Regions from separate parts of the Mus musculus genome. Here all the other regions are linked to region 1. A link is a contact called in public HiChIP or PLAC-seq and promoter capture Hi-C data. All regions are on one chromosome and are shown on one strand. The core of a region is the stretch at or near the end of the contact, and the rest is flanking DNA. Distances in the headings are between cores, read along the strand shown. Region 1 holds the start of Gtpbp8 (GTP-binding protein 8 (putative)). Region 2 holds the start of Btla (B and T lymphocyte associated). Region 3 overlaps Atg3 (autophagy related 3). Region 4 overlaps Ccdc80 (coiled-coil domain containing 80). Region 5 has its middle 23 kb from the start of Ccdc80. Region 6 has its middle 49 kb from the start of Ccdc80. Region 7 has its middle 62 kb from the start of Cd200r3.

Region 1 (3,176 bases), core at 294-2,793:
GCGGGTGAAACAGTGAGGGTCACAGCTGGTGGAAGTGTTTTGTCAGATGGACACTAAGGTAAGTGGGGCCAGCGGTGAGATTTCGGAAAAGGTTCTTTTAGGTACCAGTTGGCTGCATCAATGAAAAGGAAGGAGAAGAAGGAGAGGATAGCAGAAGGGCAGAAGATCAGAGCTATCTGTGAAGAAAGGCACAGAGTGGCCTTGGGTAAAAGAATACACACATCTGGAATATACACAAGAATATAGAGGACAAAGCAACTTAAACCCTTTTTTCCCTACAACCAATGTAGAACTAGACATTCATTATTATAGAAGAAAACAGCAATAAAATACTTAACTTTGTCAACTAAGGAAAAATTTAGAACAACAATGCTTTCCTTTAGATATTGGCAAGACTACTAAAATCAATTCAGCTATACTTTTGTTTTTCTCAGAGAATATACAGACATTAATGATGTCTTACCTTATTACATATTTTTTAAAAAAATTCTTCTCTAGGAACTTAGCAATTATGATCTCTTGCATCTGCCAATACTTAGGTCTCATTTTATAAATTCAAGAGATACCCAGCATACCGGTTTTTTTGAGATCCTGACTTCTACATCAGGGGCCAGGGAAAATAAGGCCTTTATCAAAGAGGATTTTCCAACATTGCTTCGGCCTATGAAACACACCTAGTATGAGAGAGAGGTAGGGAGAATGGAGTACTTAGTATTCTCAGGGCTGAACAGTGGCTTATTTATTACATGTTGTACTTTCGGGGTTGGAGACGTGGCTCAATGGTTAGGTGCGCTTGCTGCCAGAGGATTGTAGTTCAAGTCCCAGCCAGCACGTATGGCTGCTCCCAACTGCCTGAAACTCCCGTTCCAGCGAGCACTGATGTCTTTTTCTGGGTTCTGAAGGCAACAGGCATGTGGTACACAGACATACATGCAGGCAAACCCACATAAACTAAAATGAAAATATAAAAGCACGGGCGGCTCTTCCGGAACACCGGAGTTGGATTCCCAGCACCCACACTGCGGCTCACTGCGGTCCTCCACGGGCACCGCACACGAGTGGCGCATCCACACGGAGTGTTTTCTTTTGCTGTTACGAGCTCTCTCGCTGGGTGACAGGAAATGAGCACAGGCCGACTCAGGCTCTCGCACCTACAGTAGACCCGGCGGTCAACCTCACCTCCGGCTGCTGCAAACTCGGGGCGTGGTCGAGGCGGACGGCGGAGCTGAGGTACTCGATGCGGTTCCGGGCGGTGGCCTCAAAGATGCTCTCCGCCCGCCCGATGTCCTCCAGGCTCGGGTCGAAGAGTCTCTGTTCGATAAGGCCAGGCCCCGAGTCCGCGGCGAGGTGCTGCCCCAGTTCCCGCAGCGGGTACACTACCTTCGTTAGCTGTTTCTGTGGCAGCCTTAGCACTTCTGCGAAGGCAGGGGACGTGCTGTAAACCCGGGTCCAAGGCCCCAGTGCTGGCGCTTTCTCAAGGAGCCTTCCCATTCTATGACTCAACCTAGCCGCTGCCATTTTCCTCTCCCAGAATCCTCGCGACTGGATTTTATTAGTAGGGTCTGGACAGCGCCAGACAGAAAGCTCGCTGCCGCAGCGCCTGCTGGGAATTGTAGTTTTCTAGGGTCTCCTCACCTGCTCAAGCTTCTCACCACCTCCGGGCAGAAAGGGGGAAACCCCACTGACTTTCTTTAACACCTTGGCTTTACCAACTATGTATCAGATTGGCGTGTTCTGGTCTTCAGCGGTTTCCAGATGCGAAAAACTTACCTTGTCCTGTGATCTTTGAGTCTCAAGGGAAGGAACCATAGGGACAAACTAGTGGATTCCAAGCCCGCTTTGCCTTCTGTTTCCGGTCGTTTTATCGTCGATTGACATTTATCATAAGTTCACGTCACCGAGAAAAACACGTTTGCAAAATTAAATAAGCTGGTGAGAAATGTGGTTGGAATTGCAACTCGTTTTCAGAGAAGGGACGGTATCTCTCTGACAGGCAGAGCGTTGGAGCAGCAGTTGAGAACTGACAAAGATCCATAAACCAGAAACAGAACTGGGAACAACTGGAGTCCTTTGAAGCCCCCAAATACACACCCCCTTCCTCCAATACAGTCATACCTTCTAATCCTACAAGGCCCCACTTTCCAACCCTTTCCAAACAGTTCCCTAAACTCGGGAGCAACTATTCAAATGGCTCATGGGAGCCATTCTCATTTAAACCACCACAAGCATTTAATCATTCCGTGCCCTGTCACTCCATTATTTTCTTTTTAAAGCATCTGCATATAGCAGGCACATAAACTTTAGAGTCAACATATGCTGTGTTTTCCATGGACACTTGTAATCAAACTCTTCCCTAGTCTCTACTGTAGGCAGAAGATCAAAGAGCCAGAGCCAGGTTGACTCCATGACAGGCTGTAAACTGGCAGTTTGGGAGTCTAGGCCTATTTCTGTTTCCCAGAAATGAGGACCCAGATTCAGGAGCCCATGGCCATCCAACCACAGCTGCAGACAGCCAATCCAAGGGTGCCTTACCACCTTGGAAAGTCCCCAGAGCCCTAACAAATCACAAAGGACTCATATCCCTGGAGATAGAGCCAACTAATCAAGAAAAAACAAAAGATAAAAGACACCCACTGCCACCCTAACAGGCTTTAAACTGACCCTGCAGAGCACACACTGGTGTCTCCATTCTTAAATGGAGCGACCTTTGCATGCCGAATTCTGCTGAAAGACGCTCTTTGCTGTTGCATATTATTTGAGTCTGGGGTCTCATTCTCTGGGGGTTCTCAGACCCTAACATTAGCATCGTGTTCCCAGTCCTCCTTGTCTCTCACCTAGATTATTGGCATAGCTTCCAAAATCTAGCTGTGTATCATTGCTTGTTTCTCCTTCAGGTATATTCCCAATGTAATGGCAAACATGATCCTGTTAAAATGCAAGTGAAAATCCCCAACATCTTCTAGTCTCAAATGTAACGTAGCCCACTGATGTAAGAAGCAAATATGCCCCTGTGTTGCTGCATATGCCTGTCTGGAATGCTTCACTTCCAGATATTATTACACGCCTTGTTTCTTTCCTAGTTGGGCTGTTTGTGATCATCCTTCAGAAGAAGTGGCTTTGATTTTGAGAACTGAAGCAGTTCATCACAGAGTTAACACATAAAAAAATTTAGTATG
Region 2 (3,176 bases), core at 380-2,879, 480 kb after region 1:
TTGCCAGTTACTCTAGCGAAATGGATGAGCTCCTGGTTCAGTGAGAGACTCTGTCCTAAAAAAAAAAAAATAAAAGTAAGGGGCAGAATCATTGAGAAAGATGTCTGACCCCTGCATATATCCAGCAGAAAGCACACAGCATGTTCATACACCTACATAAACATTTACATACACCCACACACACCGAAAGAAGGAAGAAGAGGAGGAGGAAGAGGAGGGGGAGGGGGAGGAGGAGAGAGAACAAGAACCACTAGAGAACTATGATGGTCTGGAGTTGACAGAGTTTATTTGTGGTTTGGATGATATCTCGAGCTTTAGGATGGGTGGTGATTCAAGGCTTTTCTTCGAAACCTCTTAGGCTATTTTAGAGGTACATTGAGCCTTGTTTCTACTGCCAACAGGAGTTTTGCACCCCATTCTGAGCAAGGAAGGGGGATGAGTTGTATAAAATGAACCATAAGCAGGGTGCTTCCTTGGTCAACAGTGCAGATTCTAGGAGCTCTGCAGACTACCTGTATCATCTGGCGTACCAGGGGTGCGTGAGCATCAGCATGGATTGGCTGAGTTCCTTAAATTCTGGAGCGGCGTTCACTCATGTTGGTATTCCAGCCACTGTGGCTTATCTGGACAAATATGCAATAGGTACCCTAAATGGAGTTTGGCCTTGGAAGGGTACCATTAGCCTCTGAGGGAAAGATTTCTCAATTTCATTCAATGAGTTAAACTGCACAGGTGCCACCTCTCCATTTGGAATTACCAAATTCCTGTTGTTATAAGCTAGTGATTGAACGTGGGCTGCGTGCCCACAGCCCCTCAGCAACCCTGAGCTATCCAATTTTGAACTTTTTCCATTTCTTACTTTACTGCTTCATCTCGACAACAACCACATAAAGCATGCGGAAAATGAAAGTTTCCTCTAATTGGCACTCAAGTGCTCATTTTGCTTAGAACTTTAATATTTAGGAAGATCGTGTAGCTAGTACTAACGGCAAGCATGTATTCCGTTGATAGGCATCTACAGACTGAAGAAGGAGGCCCTTCCCTCTTCTGTTGATGAAATGCACCCTGTCAGTCATTTTCTCCATAACGTCAGATAAGTCTTCATTGGTTTCATGACAAGGAACATTCTCATCTTACTGTGCCTTTATGGGAGCATGGGGGGAGGGTTGTAAGATACATTACACTGATGAAGTATCATAATCACAAACTATAAAAAGGGGAAATATATGCTTACCATAGGTACTTTTTGTATGAATTTCCTGACCCTGATTTGATCAGAATCTAAACCTAAAGACTGTAACAATTTAGATCTTTTTTTTTTTAAGTTTAATTGTTCACTTTGAGAAAAACCTCAAGGTTATGCAAGAATGGTGGCAGAGCGGAAGCAAGGAGCCAGCTGCTTTGCACATCAGAGGGCTTGAAAGAGAACAGCAGGTCGGATCAGAAACAAAACCACAGCAGGGCCTCTTGCTCTCACAAATCCTTCGGACTACTCACACTGTCCTCTCCCACCAGGTCTCCTGATTTGATTTAAATTAATTAATTTATTTTGGCCTAAGATGCTGCTAGTGTGAATAACGTGACCCAGCTCTGAAGATCTCTAGGGAGGAAGAGGAAGTTTGCCCTTACCTGACACGTGCTGGGAATGAAGACAGTGCCTGCCATGCTTGGGACTCCTCGGTTATTTAGGGAATTCTTCATCCTCCATCTGGGCCTCTGGAGCATCCTTTGTGAGAAAGCTACTAAGAGGAATGGTAAGGGACCTACTAAGAAAGCTGGTTTTCTTCCTCGGGGTTCCTGTCAGTGATAGTTGAGCTTGCTCTGTGGAGAGGGATGTTCATGTCCAGGGCATATATAGCTCAGAGTGATGAGTCCCTTTTGCTTCTTGAAAACGCTCCAGGATGTGAGTGAAGTTAGGACATGCTACTCACCTGGCTACAGAGCAAAAACTGATCCATAGCTGGAGCTAAGTTTCCTAAAACCAGGTCCTGATGGTAAGTGAAGAGATTTGAGCAGATGTTATAAATGTGTCAGTACAGATTTGTCACTATTACAAAACTCTCTGTGGCTGCCATGCTAACAGAAAAGACTTGTTACGTTCATGTCTTGGTATCAGATGTCAGCAGGATGTTGTAGTGCTTACTGGGGTGGGAAAGCTTTTGGATACTTGTGGTTATAGCTGTGGCCATGGTTACACTCAAATAATGTTCAATCTAAATAGACTGCCTCCTTCTTTCTGTGGGGTATACTATGAGAATACTGTGGGGTGTACTATGAGAGTACTAAGCAGGCTTCTCGATGTGAGGCTGAAGAGTAAATCATGAGTGTCGCTTTAGTTTGTCTGGACAGGATGATTTGTGAATGGTCGCCAACTGAAAATAGGAAACAATTCTCCATAGTTTATGAAGACAAGGTCTGTAATGCTTGGGATCCTTGGGTTATTTATCTTCCACCATCACACGTGTAGCAACTGGGCACATTCGTGTTGGATTGAAAAATAGAACCACTGAGGTCCTGTGGAATGTCATCTTGAAATCTGGAACTGTGAGGTTTAGGATTCAATGATCTGATGTCACAAGACCACCTAGCCAAGAGCAGAGTAGAACTTCTTCTTAGTCATTCAAGCCCTTGTTTATTATTACCCACCTCTGAAAGACAAGAGGAGTCAAATATTAATTCTATTTAATTCTAAGGGACCTCTTGCAGACTGGACTCTGTGAAACAAAGGAAATATTTTTAATTTTATAGCACAATTGGGGTTGTAATTCGCATTATATTCTTCTACCCAGTATGTTATAATCTGGTATTTATTACGCACAGAAACTTGGTTATCAGGTGGGAGTATTTATTCCCTCTGCTACTTACATTATGAACTCAGTTAAGTTTCTTCTCCTTTCTTAGTTTTCCTTTCTTCATTAAAAAATATATAATTATACCTAGCAGTTGGCCTTTTCTTATACCTATAGTGCCTAGCTATGGTAAGTAGATGCAATTAAAGCTTGATAAATGTTAATGGTGACCTTTGCCAATAGTTTTTTCCTTCAGTACCTTTGATAAAATCCAATTAAATGAGAACTTAGGTTTAACATTAAAACCTTAAGTAGATCTAGTTTTAAAAATCGCCAAATGCTATAGATATTTAGTTATGAAGTAAGATTATAATGCAGGCATACATT
Region 3 (3,176 bases), core at 266-2,765, 430 kb after region 1:
CAACTCCCAATAAGTGCCTTGCTTCACCTCATCCAGGTTTCATTGTTGTTTTTTCCTATTAATTAGCCTCTGTATTGGTCAGTTCTTTAGAGGTGCAGAACCAATAGGGGTGTGCTGGAAGGATAGGTATGACAGGAGAAATGGAGCTTTCTGTCACGCTAGAGGAAAACCACAGGACATAGAAATGGATTTATTTACAGTTGTGACTAGACCTGAAATAGAAAAGATCTCTTCCTTCTCTTCAGTGATGCTATGATTTTACAGAAAAGATGAGACAAAGTTCAGGAAATGTAATGTAGATTTAGCTAGGACATAAATTGTCAGGCCTAAGTGAATACTCTCCCTCTTCCTCTATAGCCAGGACTTACATCCTACTCTCTCCCAGGATAGGATCTCTTGTGGAAATTTTAATTCTCCAGTGCTCATTCTTTGAGGATCACTGCTACACTGTAATATAAGTAGATATAATATATTTTAAGGAATTGGTTTATATGACAGTTGAACTTTGCAGAGCATGCCCCAACAGGCTGGAGCACCAAGGAGCGGTTGATACTGTGGGCAGTTCTTTAGTGGCTTTCATTTTCTTTTCTCTCCTTTACTTGATTGGATGCAATTTACCTACTTTTTGAAAGATGATTTGCTTTATTTAATACTGGTTTTAATATTTATTCAAAGTCTCTTAAAAAGTACCTCCACTGCAACCTTTGGACTAGTTTTTGACGAGCTAGCTAGCTAACCCAACACTAACCAGATTGACAGAATAGAACATCACAAGTCTGGAGTGTGACTATTTATAAACATTTGAGCTTTCTTTTGCTTTGTCAGGTGTGCTATACTTTTAAAATTAAGAATATTTTAAAAATTATCTTTTTGACAATTTTACATATATGTCTAGTATACCCTGTTCATATCCTTGGTTACCCCTCTCACTTTATGTCCTTTTTAAAAAGTTCTCATGTCCTTATTGTTTTTATGTGTATGATGTCTTATCAATATGTATGTTTGCATTGTGTGCACACAGTGGAGTGCCTGGGGAGGCCAGAAGAAAGAGTATAGGATTTCCTAAAACAGGAGTTAGAAACAGTTCTTATTTACCACGTGTGCTGGGAACCTAACCTCCATCCTCTGGAAGAGCTATCAGTGCACTTAACCTCTAAGCAGCCCCTCCTTTGTTTTCTTTTTAAATGATTTCACTGAGTTGAATTAATGTAGGCTACATGTACATGGATGTGGGACCAACCGCCAGAGCTTGGGCAATCCACCAGTGGTGCCTGCCTGCAAAACAAACACAAATCTTTATCTACCTCCCTGAGCAGCCATCAACACCAGTGGTACTCACTTGGGGTGGAACCTCATGAGTACCTTCCCCATCCATGATGTGAGCTTAATTGGCTTAAATCTTATGTAGGTCTTGTGCAGATAAGCAGAGAGTTGCTGTGAGATCATGAGTACATTGTCCATGTCAGAATACAGCACCCCTCAGCATTCCTTCCCAACCCACCAGCTTCTCCTTTCTTTCTACCACTTCCTCCCTGAAGTTCCCTAAGCCTTGGGGATAAAGAGTCATACTGAGGGCTGAGCAGCTACCTAGTAGTCACTTAGTCTTAGCCCTTTGACCATCAGGAATCTCTGCATGACTGCTTCCCACTGCAGAGAGAGGCTTCTCCAGCTAGTGCCTGGGGGTTGGTGTAATGGGATGCTACTACATTATTATATTTTGGCAGGTTGATGAGGTTTCTTTTTATGTTCAGTAAATAATTCTGTATTTTTAGTTTGATTGGATAGATTTGGGTTTTACCGTCTTGATTGATCATATCTATTGTAGGATGATAGCCAAACTGCTATGAAATAAAGACTTGTAATGCTGGTCTTTGGAGGGTGCCATCTTCCATTTGTGAAGGTGAGCTCATAATCCTTTGGTTTAGGACTGTTAAAGGCATGCCAACTTTAGAGTAAGAAAATACGCTGCATTTATTGGGAGCTAAATGCATTTTGAATTTAGGACTTTAAATCTGTTGTAACATTAGGTACTGAGTCTCCCATCCTGGTTAAACTGTCCTTTTGAGAACTGATAGGTGCCTGGGATTGAATTGTTATGCAGGACTCTGGTGTAGTGCTGCTGCTTATCTGCACTGTACCTTTCTGTGACAAGGGACTTCTGAGGATGTACCGCTGAGTAATACACTTAAAATAGTTAGCCAAAGTCTGACTGTCAACTTCATTCTTCATAGGGAGAAACTGTTACTCTCTTTTACAGATGGAATTATATGGATAAAATGTAGACATACTTGGTGAAGTAAAAGGTCTGTACGAGTGTGGTATGGTCTTACTACATTCAGATGGCCAATGTTTTTGAAGCAAATAGTGTGTGTCAACAAAACCAAAACCTAATTTTGATGCAGCTCTAATTAAAGTGTAAACAGAAGTCATATACTCTCTTGATTGTAGTGTGTGTTGTGAAAAAATTCAAATGAAGAATAGAAAATGGACCAAGTCATGGTGATATAGATACGTTGCTAAATTAGAGTTTTTGAGGCATATTTTTGGAGGTACCTTTGGATTATTTGGAAAAGTTCATTTGTAAAGAATCTGTCAAAATATGCCTGTTTCAGTGTTGTTATAAGCAGTTAAATAAATGTTTTATTCACATAACTGAAATGTTTGCAGCTTAATTTTAGTTATTTTTTTTTCTGCTGAATTCTAAACAGGTATTACAGGAATTACTGAAGCAGTTAAGGAGATTACACTGGAAAGCAAGGTATTACTTAACGTTTCTAAAGTCAGTGACCCTAGTTTTTGCCTATATTTAAATTTTAAATTGTATTTGTGTATTTATTTTGGGTGTGTGTATGTGAATGTGTGTATATCAAGGCAAGGATGTAGAAATCTGGTGGATACCTTGGGGTAGTTGGTTCTCTTGTTTCGTGAGGTGGGCCCAGCAGATAGAATTCAGGTAATCAGGCTTGTAACTAATGAATTGCAATAAAAGTCCTAGTGTAATAAATAAAAGTCCTAGTGTAACTCCACTGGACAGTAAATGCTTAAAAGGAAGATTTGGGAGAGGTTGCCTTTGCTGATGAGCAGGTGCTAATGTTATATTAGTACTACATTTTGTAGTTTATTCTAACCAATTTTATTGTTTTGTTTCTTAAATTACTGGTAGTAACTTCTAAAAT
Region 4 (3,176 bases), core at 468-2,967, 370 kb after region 1:
AAAATGTTGCCCATAAATTCTTGTGTTTGGATATTTTCAAATGCTACCCTCCTCCGATTAAATTCACTTAGATTTCAACTTGTGCTGAACTTCTTAATTTTTCAGTTGCACTTGAAGTTGCAAGTTTGTCAGTAAGCCAACCTCTTTTAACTTTACGTGTGTGTGTGTGTGTGTGTGTGTGTGTGTGTGTGTGTAGAGATTTATTTACAGGTCTTATGGATGGAGTCATGATCTTTATAAGTTTTGTCTAGAAAACATTTTCCTTAAAGTTATCCACTGCCTCTGAACTTAAATATCCCTACATCATCTTTCATGATAGACACATAATCCCACTTACTAGCTTAAGAGAGACTGATGGTGGCTGGAAAAGGGACAGCCAGTGTTCTTTAATGGTGACTCTTGGTGGGTAGACCACCCTCCAGGGCAGGCCCTACTCCTAAGCGTAGTTGGACAATGCAATTGTATTTAATGGCTTTTAAAAAAAATAATAATAAAAGAACTGGAAGTCGAGTTGGTAGGAGATTGTGGGTGGGGAGGGTAAATCTGGGACAGTTGGCAGGCTGAGAATATGATCAAAATATATTGTATGAAATATTTAAAGAACTAATAAAATATCTTAAAATTTTAAACAGAATAAACAGTTACTCAGAGGCAGGAATAAAATAGCCCTGTGTTGGAATTCTGCCTCTTCTTTCTCTCTTTCTCTCTTACCCTCCCTCCTTCCCTCCCTTCCTCTTTCTCTCTCTCTTTTCTCTCTCTCTTTCTTTCTTTCTTTCTTTCTCACTCAGTTTTCTAATTTGCAAAATGGCAATAATAAGCATTCTTGCTCTTAAAATTATTGTAAAAGTGCAACTTAATACTAAAGGTAACACTGGCCTAGGCCCTAGTACAAAGCAAATGATCCGTACATGCTATTACAGTAGTCCAGTGCAGTTTTCCTCTCCTACAACATACTTTGTTGGTGAGAGAAGCTCAGAAGACCATTCAGAATTGATATCTGGGCTAAGACAAAAAGGGAAAAGAAAAGAGCTCCAAAATGAAAAAAAAAAAATCCTATGGTTAAGCCAGTCCCTAAATGGGAATTTTCCTTAAATTTGCTGACTGGTTGGTGAGACTGCTCAGCTCGGTTTCAACTGACCAGACCCTGAAGCCAGTCTGCTCTTTAGCACTGTACTTTAGGCTATAATTACCGTTCCTGAGACAGAAGCCCCAAACAGTGGGCAAATGCACACTAATTTGGGATGCCAGTTAAATGAAGCAAACACATGCAGAGCTTGTAGGGTCTCACTTCCTGAGAAGCTAACATGACAGAAGAATAATTTGGCCCAAATGGGGGCTTCAGCAGGGTCATGATTCTTGTCACAGGCCCTGGAAGGTTTTTTTTTTTTTTTTTTTTTTTTTAGTGCCTTTGAGCTGGGGCCTTAGGTCCCAGGGCGTGAAGTCCAATCATTCCTTATGGGAAGCAACCTTCTCTGGGTTGTGTCTGTGACAGGGCGTCTCATCCCTCTTCCATCAAAACCTCATTCAGTGGCACATACAGGTAAACAAGTTAAAACAGACCTCACCAAAATAACTCAATGGCTCCATGGAGGCCGGAGAGACTGGCCTGGTTAGACGCTGGCTGGGAGCCAGCTCTGGTCTGGCATTTCTCCTAAGGAAGCAGGGAGATCAGAGATGGAGCTTGTGACCCAGCAGCCGCCACTGTTCTCTTTCCCAGGAGCCTCTGGAACTGTCTCATATGCTCCTTTCCCTCTATCTGTGCCAAAACATTCATCTCCCATCCTCAGGGGAGACTTGTTTTCCTTTCCCTTTGAAGAAAAAACAAGCAGAGGAAGTGAATGTAATGTCACAGCAAGCAATCCTTGGCAAGCCTTAGCAGACAGACATCCATTCAGAGCTTGTATTTCATTAGACTATTATATTCCTTCACTTCCCCCCAAACCACTCTTCCCTCCAAGAGGCCATTTTCTTTGGGGTTAAAAATGCTCACACTCATTCTGAGGCTAGATGGGGCAGAGGGAGCGAAAACATAATCAAAATGGCTGGCTCCGTGATTGTTAATACCTTCTGGTTGCCTGCACCTAAGGCAGAAAGTGACATTCCTTCTCCAGTTTGAGATAATTCCATCCACTAGGAGCCCACTGTATTTATTTCATACTGTACTAGGGACCCTATGAGCACAAATATAGCATCATCATCCTTAAGTCTGGATTTTGGTACCACTACCACCTTAGATTTACTAGTTGTGCAAATTACTTCTTTATGTCTTATCATTCATAAAGTGTGGGAAAACCAGCTTGCTTTCTTGAGCCTTAGTGAAGCACACTTACTATGCAGTGAAAATGAGCTTTAAAACAACATACTGACACACTCAAATAGGTTGTCATGTCTTATCGTGATGGATGATGACCAAGGGAACAGCTGTAAATGAAGACATGATTTCCTCATTCCATGCCATCATGTGGATAATACATTGTTGGGTTTGGGAGTTTAATTTTTTTATACCTCTTTGAAGTAGAAGCTAACATACTTTTTACTCCAGAAATAATAAAAATTTGAGACTTAGTTGAACTGAGTGACATGCACAAAGACATCCAAAAAGTAGTAATGACAAACTTGAGTTCAAGTTTCCATGTATAAGATAAAAGGTCTATTAGTCCACTACGACAGCTATACTAACAATAGAAGCTGGCTTTATCAAAATCCCAGACTTCATAGGGGCAGTTTGCATTGCCACTTATTAATGATAATAAGATAGAGATCAGAACATGCATTTGCCTCTAGAATGACAACCCCCATCTAATGAAAAAAAGGAGATTTCTTTTTCTAGGATCCTCTTTAAGCTTTTTAGTGACTTTCTTACTTTCCTTCTTGTTGCTTCAGTCATGTGCTTAAAATTTGGCAGCCCATTTCTAGCCCTTTCTTGTTTATAGTCTCATTTCCCAGCCCCTGCTGAACTCATGGGGGAGCTCTACAGGGACTTTGGCTCTTCATCATTCTTCTGTCGTCTTGGCATGATTGCTTCCTTTACAGTTTTGACTACTGTACCTTATAACTGAGTGTCACTTTACTCTGAGTGTCCTCATCAGACATGATGACCATGACTCAACATATCATTCAGGCAGACAGAAGGCACAACAGAAAAAGTAAGAGTATGTGGTAACCCAGCTGAACGG
Region 5 (3,176 bases), core at 447-2,946, 320 kb after region 1:
TATTTACCAGAAATATAACAGTAAGTAATGAACATTGCTCCTTCTCCCATAGACTTTATCAGGACAACAGACAAGGTATGCAGTAACAACGAGGCAAATGATTGTTTAAAGAGAAACTATTTTTCCTTTTCTTCTTATTTGTTGTAAAAAGAATACCTTTTATGGGAATTAAGTAATGACCATAGACCCACTCTATAAATCTACGGTTCTCTACCAGTATTTATTACTGTGTTTATGAAAGGGCTTACCAAGTGCATACTCCTTAGGAGGGTCTCAGGAAAGCAGAAAGGTGACCTAGACAACTAGCCGAGCCATGGCTGCCCATGAAGGTGGGAGACAGGAAAAAGAGGCACTGTAACCTCTTCTTCCAGGTGAAGATACCAGCACGAGCCTTGAGGGAAGGCTGGGAAAGGGATTGGAAATTTGGAAGAGGTCAAGAGTGGCTCAGTTCAAAGTGTGCTCAAGGGAGACTCTAAAGCAGCAGACACCTTTGACCTGGGTCTGGATAATCAGGGCCCCAGTGGAATTGAAATCTGCAAAGAGAAAAGGTGATGGGAACATTAAAGGAGCACACGGAGCCATTGTCCACCTCACAGCACTCTGGCATGCATAGAGTGAAACCACGGATATCAGAGGACAAACAGCAATGGCAGGTAGTGTACCTAGGCTATGCTGCACGAGGCTCTGATAGCAGCAGCTGGCTCTCAAAGTTTAGGGACAAACTCCAGAGGAGCTTGAGTGCTGGGTTACAGAGTGTGAGCTGTTTCCAGTAGCTGAGAGCTATAATGGAGACTGAGCACAATAGCCCAACTGACATGGTGGGTTAGGAAGAGAACCCTACACCTGGGTGCTGGAGGGGCTGCTATGGCTCCCATGGTAACCCTGATGAAGAGTTTTCAGACAGGGCTGTACCTTGGTCCTCCTGTGAGCCAGGGTCAGAACCTCCCACCGTTGCAGTGGTCTAGGAAACATGGAGAACTTTTGAATTCAAGAGCACTGAGGCATGGAACAAACAAACTCCCTCTTCCAAATACTACGGAACTCATAAGATGGACGCAAATAACTCAATTCCTTGGTGAAAATCAGTGAGTCTTCACAGCCTCAGCACAGTTTGCTTTATCTGTAGTTTCAGATCAGAAAAATAGAGAAGAGAGAAAAAACAGTTTGTCTAAACACTAATCTGCTATGACTCAAAACCCCAATGAGTGCAAGCCAGACTCTACTTTCCACCCACTCAGGGCTGGGCCTTTCACATTTGGTAACAGCTGACCAGAGCATCTTCATGTAATATTGGCACTCTCGAAACTCCCAAGGGCTGGACTGAAAAAGCTGATCCAGACCCTGTCCTCATCCAGAACCAGAAAAGCTGTGGGGAGATGAGTGGCAGCTGGTGAGCCAATGGGCGAGTAGCTGATGGAGTGGAAGCTTCAGCTATGACTCACGGAGATGCAGAACAAGGCCAAGTTGCCCTGCCCAGCTGTTCTAGAGCTTCAAAACTAAATAGAGGAAAACCAGATGTTCACTTTTTTCAAAAATGAAATACCGACTACAAATGCAAAATGTAATTTTACTACCCAAATGCATACCACAGAGTACTTGCAGAATCAGAACAGACTTTTGCTAGCCTTCACGGGGTGTCTAGGGGACAAATATAGAGAAAGGACTGCATATTTCTCATCTCCTTTAGACTTCGTGCTACACTCCAGGGAGTATGAGACACTGTCTCGGTATGCCCACAGGGCAGCAATTAGCTTGTGTTTCATCTATTTAGAGTTGGGAGCAAACATAGGAACAACCTGCCTATTCCCAAGGCAAAGGATACTGGTTAAACAAGAGCAAGATAGGTAGTTAAGGACTTCGCCCTATGACCTCAAAGAAAGGTTATCCCATCAAAAAAATCAAAACCAAAACCAAATGAAAAACTCATCTGGCACGAATTTGCCAACATAGAGAAAAGCACCAGGAAACCAATCAGATACATAAGCTTTAGAAACATACCAAGCATGGGGTTTAAAATTGTTTCCATTAAAGTAAGCAGCTGGCTTTTGGGGCTCCCTTTCAGGTATGAATGTTATAATGGAGGCTGCCAGAGGCTAAGCCCTCTCTCCCAATGATGAATAAGTGACTAAGGAGCATGTACCTCCAGGCCAAGATCTGAGTTCATGAATTCTATAAATGATAAAGAAGATGCTAGAAAGGTCCAGGGGTGCAACGGACCACCCCAGCCAGGTATGGGGGTTCCTGGGATGTGGGTTCTTGAGGTCAGGTGGGTAAGGATTGGGTGGTGACAAACAGAAACAAACACAGAGGCAGAATACATACCACGAATGCATACCACACCCCATACTAGCCTTCACAGAGTGTCTGGGGTACAAATATAGAGAAAAGGCTGCATATTTCTCATCTCCTTTAGACTTCGTGCTACATTCCAGGGATTATGAGACACTGTCTTGGTATGCCCAGAGGGCAGCAATTAGCTTGTGTTTCATCTGTTTAGAGTCAGGAGCAAACATAGGAACAACCTGCCTCTTCCCAAGGCAAAGGAACCTGAGTGTGTTTTGCAGCTCTCAAGCAAGGGTTTTATACATAAGAGAAACAGGTGCTACAGCTCTGAAGAGCTGTGTTCAGTGAAGCAGCGAAATAGAACAGAAATAACAATAATCATTTGGTACATCAAAATACAAAATCATCCAAGTCTTACAACTTCAAAAAAAAGGTGTTTTCAGTAAAACATCTAGGTAGAATGAATATTGTTATGATCATTTGGTACATCAAAATACAAAAATTATCTAAGGCTAGTGGCAAATTCCCAAGAACAAGCTAATGAATGTGTGTGATCAGTTACTGTTTGACATCAGCTCCTGTTTCTCTGTAAATCTTCAAAACATAAACTTATACTGTTTTAATTCTTTTTATTTAAGGTTTTCTTAAACAATATACCAAAACCTACTTCCGATGACACACGTGCAGCCATATAAAATATTATTGTTGGGAAAGTTTTTATCAATACTATCTGATACATGATTTATATTGTTTTCCCAGAGATGGGGTCATGTTTCGTGACTCCATTTCAAGGGATGGTTTTGTAGCCACGATACTCACTTAAGATCTTAGCCTAGGCTATCAGGAACATCTTGTATATAGGAAAAGGAATAGAAAACATAAAACAGATAAGT
Region 6 (3,176 bases), core at 434-2,933, 300 kb after region 1:
TTGTTATTGTTGTTGCTAAACACCTTCATGTTCTTTGCCCAGGATTTTTCAACCTCAGCACATGCATTTTGGGCTCCAGCAATTCTGTGTATTATGCAGTGGTAGAAGCACTCCCAGTGATTATGAAAGACATGCCAATAGTACAGTCTCACTCAAGTTTTGATAAATAGCAGCTCTAAACATTGCCAAACACACCCTAAAGTAGACAAACACTCCTTGGTTGAAAGTTGCTGCTCTTCTCCAAGAAGATCTGGGCTGGGATATTTAAAAGACAGACTCTGAAAGAAAAGATCCAGTAGAATTGGTTAACTCCCAGAGAGATGCATGGTGATTTTATCTCCAACAGGCTGCCTTTGTCTACATTATATTCTTAGGTTACACAGTTCCTAAGTCAGAAAGATGATTCCTGATAGTGACAACATTAATGGACACTGAGTAATTGTTTACCTAAGACATCAGAAATTGAACTAATATTTTGACTAGATTCTAAAAACTAAAAAACAAAACAAAACAAAACAAAAAAACAAAACCAAAAACTACTTAGTACAATAACTAGTCATCGACTGAATATTATTTTTGGTATGTTGTGGCTGGTAAGAGCTTTGTTCAAGTTTAAGCAATTTCTCAAAGAGCTTCAGTGAAAGGCCAGGTGGTCTGTCTCCAGGGTTGACAAGTAGTTTGCCAAACTCCTTTCCTAAAGGACTAATTCTAATGTCTGGCCCGGAAAGTCAATGGTGGAACAGAGACTGAGGTAGTCAGTACTTCCTACTCCTCCAACCCCATCAGTTCAACATTGCCCATCCTAATAAAGTCTTGAAGAGAGCACATCTGAAGGAAGATGTAGGAAAAAACCTGGAGTCCCATCAATGTACATATTACCTTTGGATGATTCTCCTTTAAGGGTCAGCCAGACCCAGAACATCAAACACCTATGCAGCGTTCATGGGAGCCCTGAGAAAGGATAGCTTATCACCAGAACGGCAGGGAGGAAGTGTGAAATGGAACATCCAGCCAGTGTCTGCTATGCCTTGGAGACCATAGAGACCAAGTGTAGCAGAACCATGGTGTGTGTACAGCATGAAGCAGAATATCTGCTATGTTGTAGACATGAAGTAATGATATCGATGCTAGTTGCAAAAGACTCTTCCTTGCTAATTCGTCTTTCAAATTGTGCCCTATGCTCCAGCTTTGAACTCTGGCTTTGGGTATAACTTCTTTTTGAGGTTTGTGGCCTCAACATCTGTTCTATATTTTATGAGCCAAATATAGTAACTTGCCTCTTTTGCTCAGCTTGCATTTAGAGCCCTTGTATCCTGGGGGATTCCTGTGCCTGATGTGACCCAGGTCCTGTCGACCTTACATTTCTAGTTTTGATACCTGAATCAATGGACTAACTTCCAGAGATGTGGCTGCTAAGCTTGAACAAATTAGGATGCTGAGAGGTGGGAAAGGGAAGGTGTAAGCTACACTCATTTTTTTAAAGCTGAAGAGTAAATAAATGCAGAATTAGAATGTCACAAAGTGGGAGCAGAAAGACCTTTGTTTTAGCAACAACAAAGACCTCACAAGGAGGTGTGAAAATAAGCCAAGGGTTTTCTTCCTCTGCTACCTATATGGTTGTCTGTGCTCAGTGCAGGCGTGGGAGGGAAACCACCATAGGTCAGAGACATTGAACAAGTGAGGAGTCTACACCAAAAGAACCCTTTGAAGTGTGGTAAGTTGATGTGTCCAGAAAGGAAACAGCTTACCCATTGTGGGCAAGAGCTGGCAGCACTGCAGAAACGGGTCTTAGTATCAGCCTTGTCAGCATCTGAGCATGAAAGCTGCTGGGAACAAACTCTCCTCTCCTGCTCTCCTGCCAATACCAACGTGCTAATGATCTTAGGGGGAAAATTTCCACCATCTAAGGTTGGCTTTGCCATCTTCTGCTACTGTCTGTGTAACTGAAAATTATCCTCCTCCCCAGTAGAGCGGTGAGCTGATGGACTGAGAGGGCTTTGAAAGAGAACAGGAGTCCCAAAGAGACAAATATCAACTGCTTTTTCTCATATGCAGAATCAATCTATCACCGACCTACCTACCTAGTTACCTAGCTATCTGTTATCTATCTATAGCCTATTGAAAGTAGAAAGGGACAGTGAGAGGGGAGGAAGAGGTCTAAAAGTTTAAAAGAACAGAGATAGTAACAAAATATGGTTGTCATGGAAGCAGAAGCTGGGCATCTAGGGTCAAGAAAGAGGACCACCAGGGTGGCTAGGGGATCTAGAGAAGCACAATGATATGTATGTATGTATGTATGTATGTATGTATGTATGTATGTATGTATGTATGTTTGTATGTTGTATGGGAAAAGTCACTATGAAACCCACTTCTCTGCATACTAATCAAAAACATAATTTTAAAAATTACTAATGAAAATTAAAAGGCCCAGAATGTTTCCTTTGATGGAACAGACTTGGTAAGATGTCACAGCACAAAGGTTACAAAAGACAAGAATCATTTAGGCTAACAACTGAGACTAGAGTGATAAACGTTCTGTGCCACCACATCTATATACAGACCCTCTGCTTCCTTGACTTGATACATGAAGCTAATCTGTTTACATTTTAGTGAAAGTAAAACACTGATTTTATTGATGGCTATAAAGTGATTTGTTGCCATGAGTCTCCGAATGCCTTTGGGAGTTAGTCTGGGTGGTGAATAATTACTTTCTTTTCAGGTCTCCATCAAAGAGTAAATAATTCAGAAGTATAGACAGAGGGCACATTAAGTGTGGCTACTGTTAAATGAGAACCTGGGAAGGGGATCTTGAAAATTATTTGAATGCTTTGAGGGACAACTTGTCTCCATTTTCCAGTTAGAGCCCAGGGCTGGTCCTGAGGGCTGTTAGTTTTGTGTTTTATTAAAACTGCTTGTGGGGACATCATATTTGGCAAGGTCTCCATCTTCATTTGCAGCATATTCTCTGACCAATACTCAACATCTCTCGGAAACTTTCCATCCATTTGAGTTACAATAATCTCCTTGTGTGGTTGGATTGCTAATCAAAACATCATACTTCCTGGGCCAGTTTTTGTTTTCAGGGGGAAAAAAAGAGGAGAAACATGGTAAAGTCGTTTTTAAGGGATCATGTAGGAGATTGGGAAGACAGAAAAATTATGGTCAGCCAAATTATC
Region 7 (3,176 bases), core at 213-2,712, 260 kb after region 1:
CTCCTAGAATTGTTTCCAAACAATTACGGCTGTAGATAGTTTTTCAGCCAATGGGATGTGTGTCCTTTAGCTCTATGTGGACGTCAACGATGAATCGGTCCCTTTCTTTCCAGGAACTGAGAACTTTCGATGTTGGTGTCCTCTGTCGCTAGCATTCCAGCTTGGGCTTTAGGTGCCAGTCTCCAAGAACCATCAGTTTGTGTTACATTTCAGGGTTCAGAGTGTCATGACTCCCAGATCTCGGTCTTATAGTTCCTTGGATTCCAGACCTAGTAATTTGGTGCCTTTCTGGTATTCTCTTAGGCCTTGCAGAGTTTCTATCATGTCAGGTCTTAGCAGCTTTCCCCTCTCCTCTCACATTTCCCCTCCTCAGCCTTAATAAGAGGTCTGCACAATCTCTGCTGCTCTTTAGGCATCTTCTAGTGATTGCTGGTTGTACTTGGATGACTTAACCCAGTTCAATCTGCTCTTCCAGTTCAATCTACTGTAGTAACAATAGAGAACACTGTCTACAAGTGAATTATTCTGATGGGACCTTATTGAGACATAATGCTGCAGCACAGGAGGGTAGGGTGCAGGAGGGAGGTCTACAGGAGTGAACATAAGGAAGTGAGAAGAGGGCTGGCTGTAGACAGTCACACATACGTATAGCCTCTCTCTTGCTGGCCACCCACTTTCTACTTAGTCATGCTGGGCACAGATGTGCTAGGCTCACTGCCCCAGGCATCAAGGTAGAGGAGGAATTCCTTTCTCACCGTATTGAAAACATCCGTAGACATTCTAAAGAATCAGTAGAAAATATACAGACTATCTTGAGAGTGCTCAACATTTGAGAAAGTGTTGTCTAATTTTATTAAGTAAACATCAAAACTACACGTCATATACACAGGGATACTATCCTAGTTTTAGGAGTAATGGGGATGTCTGATGTGTACCTTAGAGGCAGTATGTGATCCTGATCTGGATAAGCTGCTCATGGTTTTGTGATCTTAAAGAAAAGCAATCCTAAGTAATGAAATCCCCAGGTGGTGCCTTGGAAGCTTTCTGGGGTATGAAAGAAAGCCAAAGAAGACCAATTGAGATTAAGAAAGACTTAAAAAGCTTACTCTAGAGGGGGTACATTGCTTTAGAAATAACTACTACATTGATAGCTTCCCACCTGGTATAATACTCGAATGGAATTCCCATGGAAAGGGGGATTCGTATGAAAGGGTATTCTTCGCTGCAGAATCTGTGACCTAGAGATCAAATGCAGCTGACCAACGGCATCAGAAAGAACCTGAAGAATTTTGGTTCTGGCAGCAGTACGAGAAGCAGTCTAGAAGGCATCTTCCTCCATTCTGGCAAGCAAGTTTGCATCGGAATCTGTAAACTGGCCTTGCCCTGTGGGCACCTCCACCCTTATTCCACTCCCTGAAACATGTGGCCTTGGCTTCAGCTGCAAGTGGGGCCCTGAATCAGGTCAGGCACCAAGCAATAGGGCTCTCACTTCCTCAATGTATTTCCCTCCCCTCCTCCTCACTTTCTCCCCTCTCTCCTTTCCTGTTAAGGATCATCAGACAAGCTCTCAGCCTTGATCACATGTTTTGCCCGTGTCAGTAGCACAGTAGCAGCACTCTGTTTATCTGAAGTCTAGCTTCAAGCTTTACTCTTCTGCAACACAGCACTGAAATCTTTTCTCGAGTTTCTTGCCAAAATGAGGACCTCGAATCTAAGAACTTTTGAAAAATTAATTAATTTTTTGCTTATTCATTTTATATCCTGCTCACTGCCCTCCTCTGAGTCAACCCCTTCCACAATCCTTCCCTCAACCCCGCTTTCTCCTCTGAGCAGGTATCCCCTAACCCGGGAACTTCAAGTCTCTACGAAGCTAGGTGCTTCATCTCCCACTGAAGCCAGACAAGGAAGCCCAGCTAATAGAATATATCCCACATACAGGCAACAGCTTTTGGGATAGTCCCTGTACTGGCTAGCTTTGTGTCAACTTGACACAGCTGGAGTTATCACAGAAAAAGGAGCTTCAGTTGAGAAAATGCCTCCATGAGATCCAACTGTAAGGCATTTTCTCAATTAGTGATCAAGGGGGAAAGGCCCCTTGTGGGTGGGACCATCCCTGGGCGGATAGTCTTGGGTTCTATAAGAGAGCAGGCTGAGCAAGCCAGTAAAGAACATCCCTCCATGGCTTCTGCATCAGCTCCTGCTTTCTGACCTGCTTGAGTTCCAGTCCTGACTTCCTTTGGTGATGAACAGCAGTATGGAAGTGTAAGCTGAATAAACCCTTTCCTCCCCAACTTGCTTCTTGGTCATGATGTTTGTGCAGGAATAGAAACCCTGACTAAGACAGTCTCCATTCCAGTTGTTCAGAACTCACATGAAGACCAGGCTGCACATCTGCTATATATGTATGGGGAGGCCTAGGTTCAGCCCATGGATGTTCTTTAGTCGGTAGTTAAGTCTCTGAGAGTCCCAAGGGTCCAGGGTAGCTGACTCTGTTGGTTTTCCTGTGGTGTTCCTATCCCCTTAGGGGCTGCACTCCTTCCTGTTCTTCCATAAGAGTTCCCAAGCTCCACCCACTGTTTGATTAGGAACTTTTTAGATGAACAGTTCTTCCTTTATGTTCATCCCTTGGCTTTCAGAGGCCATAGCACTGAGCCTGCTTTGGACAGAATGTGTTCATGAAATGGCAGCAAAGGTTCAGAAAAGTGCACAGGTATAACAACTGGAGAAAAAGAATGGAGCCTGAGGTAGGGATGGGATTAGAGGCATTTTTAAATCCCTCCTTCTTGACACAAGTCGTCTCGTAACTGTTTTTTTATGAACCTAGAGTCTTATTTTAGTAAATTATTCATGAAATCCACATCGGCATAAAAAGACAAAGTGCAGTGGTTTCTTTTAGTTAGAAACTGGTGCTCTTGGGGAACTTGCCAGTATTTCTGGGATGGGAACAGTGAGAACAGTTTGCTGAAGCCAACACATTGCCCATCTTTGATCCTTGGATGCCTTTTGGGAAGCCTTAGGAGACTGATTGCCTGCTACAGTAAAAGGCTTGTTTTAAGCTCCACCTACATTTACCAGTGTCTGGCCACAGGCATCAAAGGGAGTCTGAACCAGCCAGAGTTCTGCTCCATACCACGTGGAATCATTTCAAAGAGTTAAGGGTTGACACACCTTAACTC

What was found. Promoter capture Hi-C pulls out the DNA fragments that hold promoters and counts their contacts. HiChIP or PLAC-seq counts read pairs in DNA pulled down with a chosen protein or histone mark.
Region 2: a Foxp3 HiChIP or PLAC-seq map of regulatory T cells shows a contact between it and region 1, with 6 times the contacts expected there. The contact joins the promoter of Btla here to the promoter of Gtpbp8 in region 1. A contact is called at or near these places in 2 of 39 promoter capture datasets (cranial neural crest and neutrophils), 2 of 115 datasets of contacts at active chromatin or transcription factors (both in regulatory T cells) and 1 of 9 other capture datasets (pancreatic islet).
Region 3: an H3K4me3 HiChIP or PLAC-seq map of bone marrow-derived macrophages shows a contact between it and region 1, with 5 times the contacts expected there. The contact joins the enhancer-like site here to the promoter of Gtpbp8 in region 1. A contact is called at or near these places in 13 of 39 promoter capture datasets (the C10 cell line, cranial neural crest, embryonic stem cells and 9 more), 6 of 484 Hi-C or Micro-C datasets (CD4 T cells, Th1 cells, bone marrow-derived macrophages and 3 more), 11 of 115 datasets of contacts at active chromatin or transcription factors (bone marrow-derived macrophages, craniofacial prominence, effector CD8 T cells and 8 more) and 4 of 9 other capture datasets (adipose tissue, liver, macrophages and 1 more).
Region 4: a contact with region 1 is called in an H3K4me3 HiChIP or PLAC-seq map of forebrain, with 10 times the contacts expected there. The contact joins the enhancer-like site here to the promoter of Gtpbp8 in region 1. A contact is called at or near these places in 16 of 39 promoter capture datasets (the C10 cell line, the HPC-7 cell line, HPC-7-derived erythroid cells and 13 more), 5 of 484 Hi-C or Micro-C datasets (bone marrow-derived macrophages, embryonic fibroblasts, hematopoietic stem and progenitor cells and 1 more), 21 of 115 datasets of contacts at active chromatin or transcription factors (the 230-238 cell line, CD8 T cells, DN3 thymocytes and 15 more) and 2 of 9 other capture datasets (adipose tissue and liver).
Region 5: a contact with region 1 is called in an H3K4me3 HiChIP or PLAC-seq map of bone marrow-derived macrophages, with 5 times the contacts expected there. The contact joins the enhancer-like site here to the promoter of Gtpbp8 in region 1. A contact is called at or near these places in 13 of 39 promoter capture datasets (the C10 cell line, the HPC-7 cell line, the SN4741 cell line and 10 more), 3 of 15 datasets of contacts at CTCF or cohesin (CD8 T cells, the NIH/3T3 cell line and pro-B cells), 14 of 484 Hi-C or Micro-C datasets (the G1E-ER4 cell line, bone marrow-derived macrophages, cortical neurons and 4 more), 29 of 115 datasets of contacts at active chromatin or transcription factors (the 230-238 cell line, CD8 T cells, T-cell acute lymphoblastic leukemia and 23 more) and 4 of 9 other capture datasets (adipose tissue, liver, macrophages and 1 more).
Region 6: an H3K4me3 HiChIP or PLAC-seq map of the 230-238 cell line shows a contact between it and region 1, with 14 read pairs. The contact joins the enhancer-like site here to the promoter of Gtpbp8 in region 1. A contact is called at or near these places in 9 of 39 promoter capture datasets (the C10 cell line, the HPC-7 cell line, the SN4741 cell line and 5 more), 11 of 484 Hi-C or Micro-C datasets (the HPC-5 cell line, bone marrow-derived macrophages, embryonic stem cells and 5 more), 17 of 115 datasets of contacts at active chromatin or transcription factors (the 230-238 cell line, CD8 T cells, bone marrow-derived macrophages and 9 more) and 2 of 9 other capture datasets (liver and macrophages).
Region 7: a promoter capture Hi-C map of macrophages shows a contact between it and region 1, with 7 read pairs. The contact joins the enhancer-like site here to the promoter of Gtpbp8 in region 1. A contact is called at or near these places in 7 of 39 promoter capture datasets (the C10 cell line, the HPC-7 cell line, cranial neural crest and 4 more), 2 of 484 Hi-C or Micro-C datasets (CD8 T cells and bone marrow-derived macrophages), 13 of 115 datasets of contacts at active chromatin or transcription factors (the 230-238 cell line, CD8 T cells, acute myeloid leukemia and 8 more) and 5 of 9 other capture datasets (adipose tissue, embryonic stem cells, liver and 2 more).

What each region holds. Positions count from the first base shown.
Region 1 is chr16:44,744,820-44,747,995 of GRCm38.p6, forward strand. Gtpbp8 (GTP-binding protein 8 (putative)) reads right to left here and starts at 1,544. Exons shown (of 6, transcript NM_025332.3): 1 at 1,180-1,544; 2 at 576-674. The coding sequence starts at 1,518.
Region 2 is chr16:45,222,708-45,225,883 of GRCm38.p6, forward strand. Btla (B and T lymphocyte associated) reads left to right here and starts at 1,630. Exons shown (of 6, transcript NM_001037719.2): 1 at 1,630-1,754. The coding sequence starts at 1,646.
Region 3 is chr16:45,172,541-45,175,716 of GRCm38.p6, forward strand. It overlaps Atg3 (autophagy related 3), which reads left to right. Exons shown (of 12, transcript NM_026402.3): 6 at 2,709-2,758. Among named protein-coding and RNA genes, the nearest start is that of Atg3, 15 kb to the left of the region's middle. Within about 2 kb of position 1,516, at least 11 of the 459 cell types and tissues checked have an H3K27ac peak or open chromatin away from gene starts, as enhancers often do. A contact at or near this core is called in bone marrow-derived macrophages, where this site is marked.
Region 4 is chr16:45,119,529-45,122,704 of GRCm38.p6, forward strand. All of the region lies in intron 5 of Ccdc80 (coiled-coil domain containing 80), which reads left to right. Among named protein-coding and RNA genes, the nearest start is that of Ccdc80, 27 kb to the left of the region's middle. Within about 2 kb of position 1,718, at least 42 of the 459 cell types and tissues checked have an H3K27ac peak or open chromatin away from gene starts, as enhancers often do. A contact at or near this core is called in adipose tissue, forebrain, neural progenitor cells and 1 more, where this site is marked.
Region 5 is chr16:45,069,190-45,072,365 of GRCm38.p6, forward strand. No RefSeq gene overlaps it. Among named protein-coding and RNA genes, the nearest start is that of Ccdc80, 23 kb to the right of the region's middle. Within about 2 kb of position 1,697, at least 72 of the 459 cell types and tissues checked have an H3K27ac peak or open chromatin away from gene starts, as enhancers often do. A contact at or near this core is called in the NIH/3T3 cell line, the SN4741 cell line, adipose tissue and 3 more, where this site is marked.
Region 6 is chr16:45,043,333-45,046,508 of GRCm38.p6, forward strand. It overlaps a transcript of Cd200r3 not described here. Among named protein-coding and RNA genes, the nearest start is that of Ccdc80, 49 kb to the right of the region's middle. Within about 2 kb of position 1,684, at least 41 of the 459 cell types and tissues checked have an H3K27ac peak or open chromatin away from gene starts, as enhancers often do. A contact at or near this core is called in the 230-238 cell line, CD8 T cells, regulatory T cells and 2 more, where this site is marked.
Region 7 is chr16:45,004,014-45,007,189 of GRCm38.p6, forward strand. It overlaps a transcript of Cd200r3 not described here. Among named protein-coding and RNA genes, the nearest start is that of Cd200r3, 62 kb to the left of the region's middle. Within about 2 kb of position 1,463, at least 24 of the 459 cell types and tissues checked have an H3K27ac peak or open chromatin away from gene starts, as enhancers often do. A contact at or near this core is called in adipose tissue, bone marrow-derived macrophages, macrophages and 1 more, where this site is marked.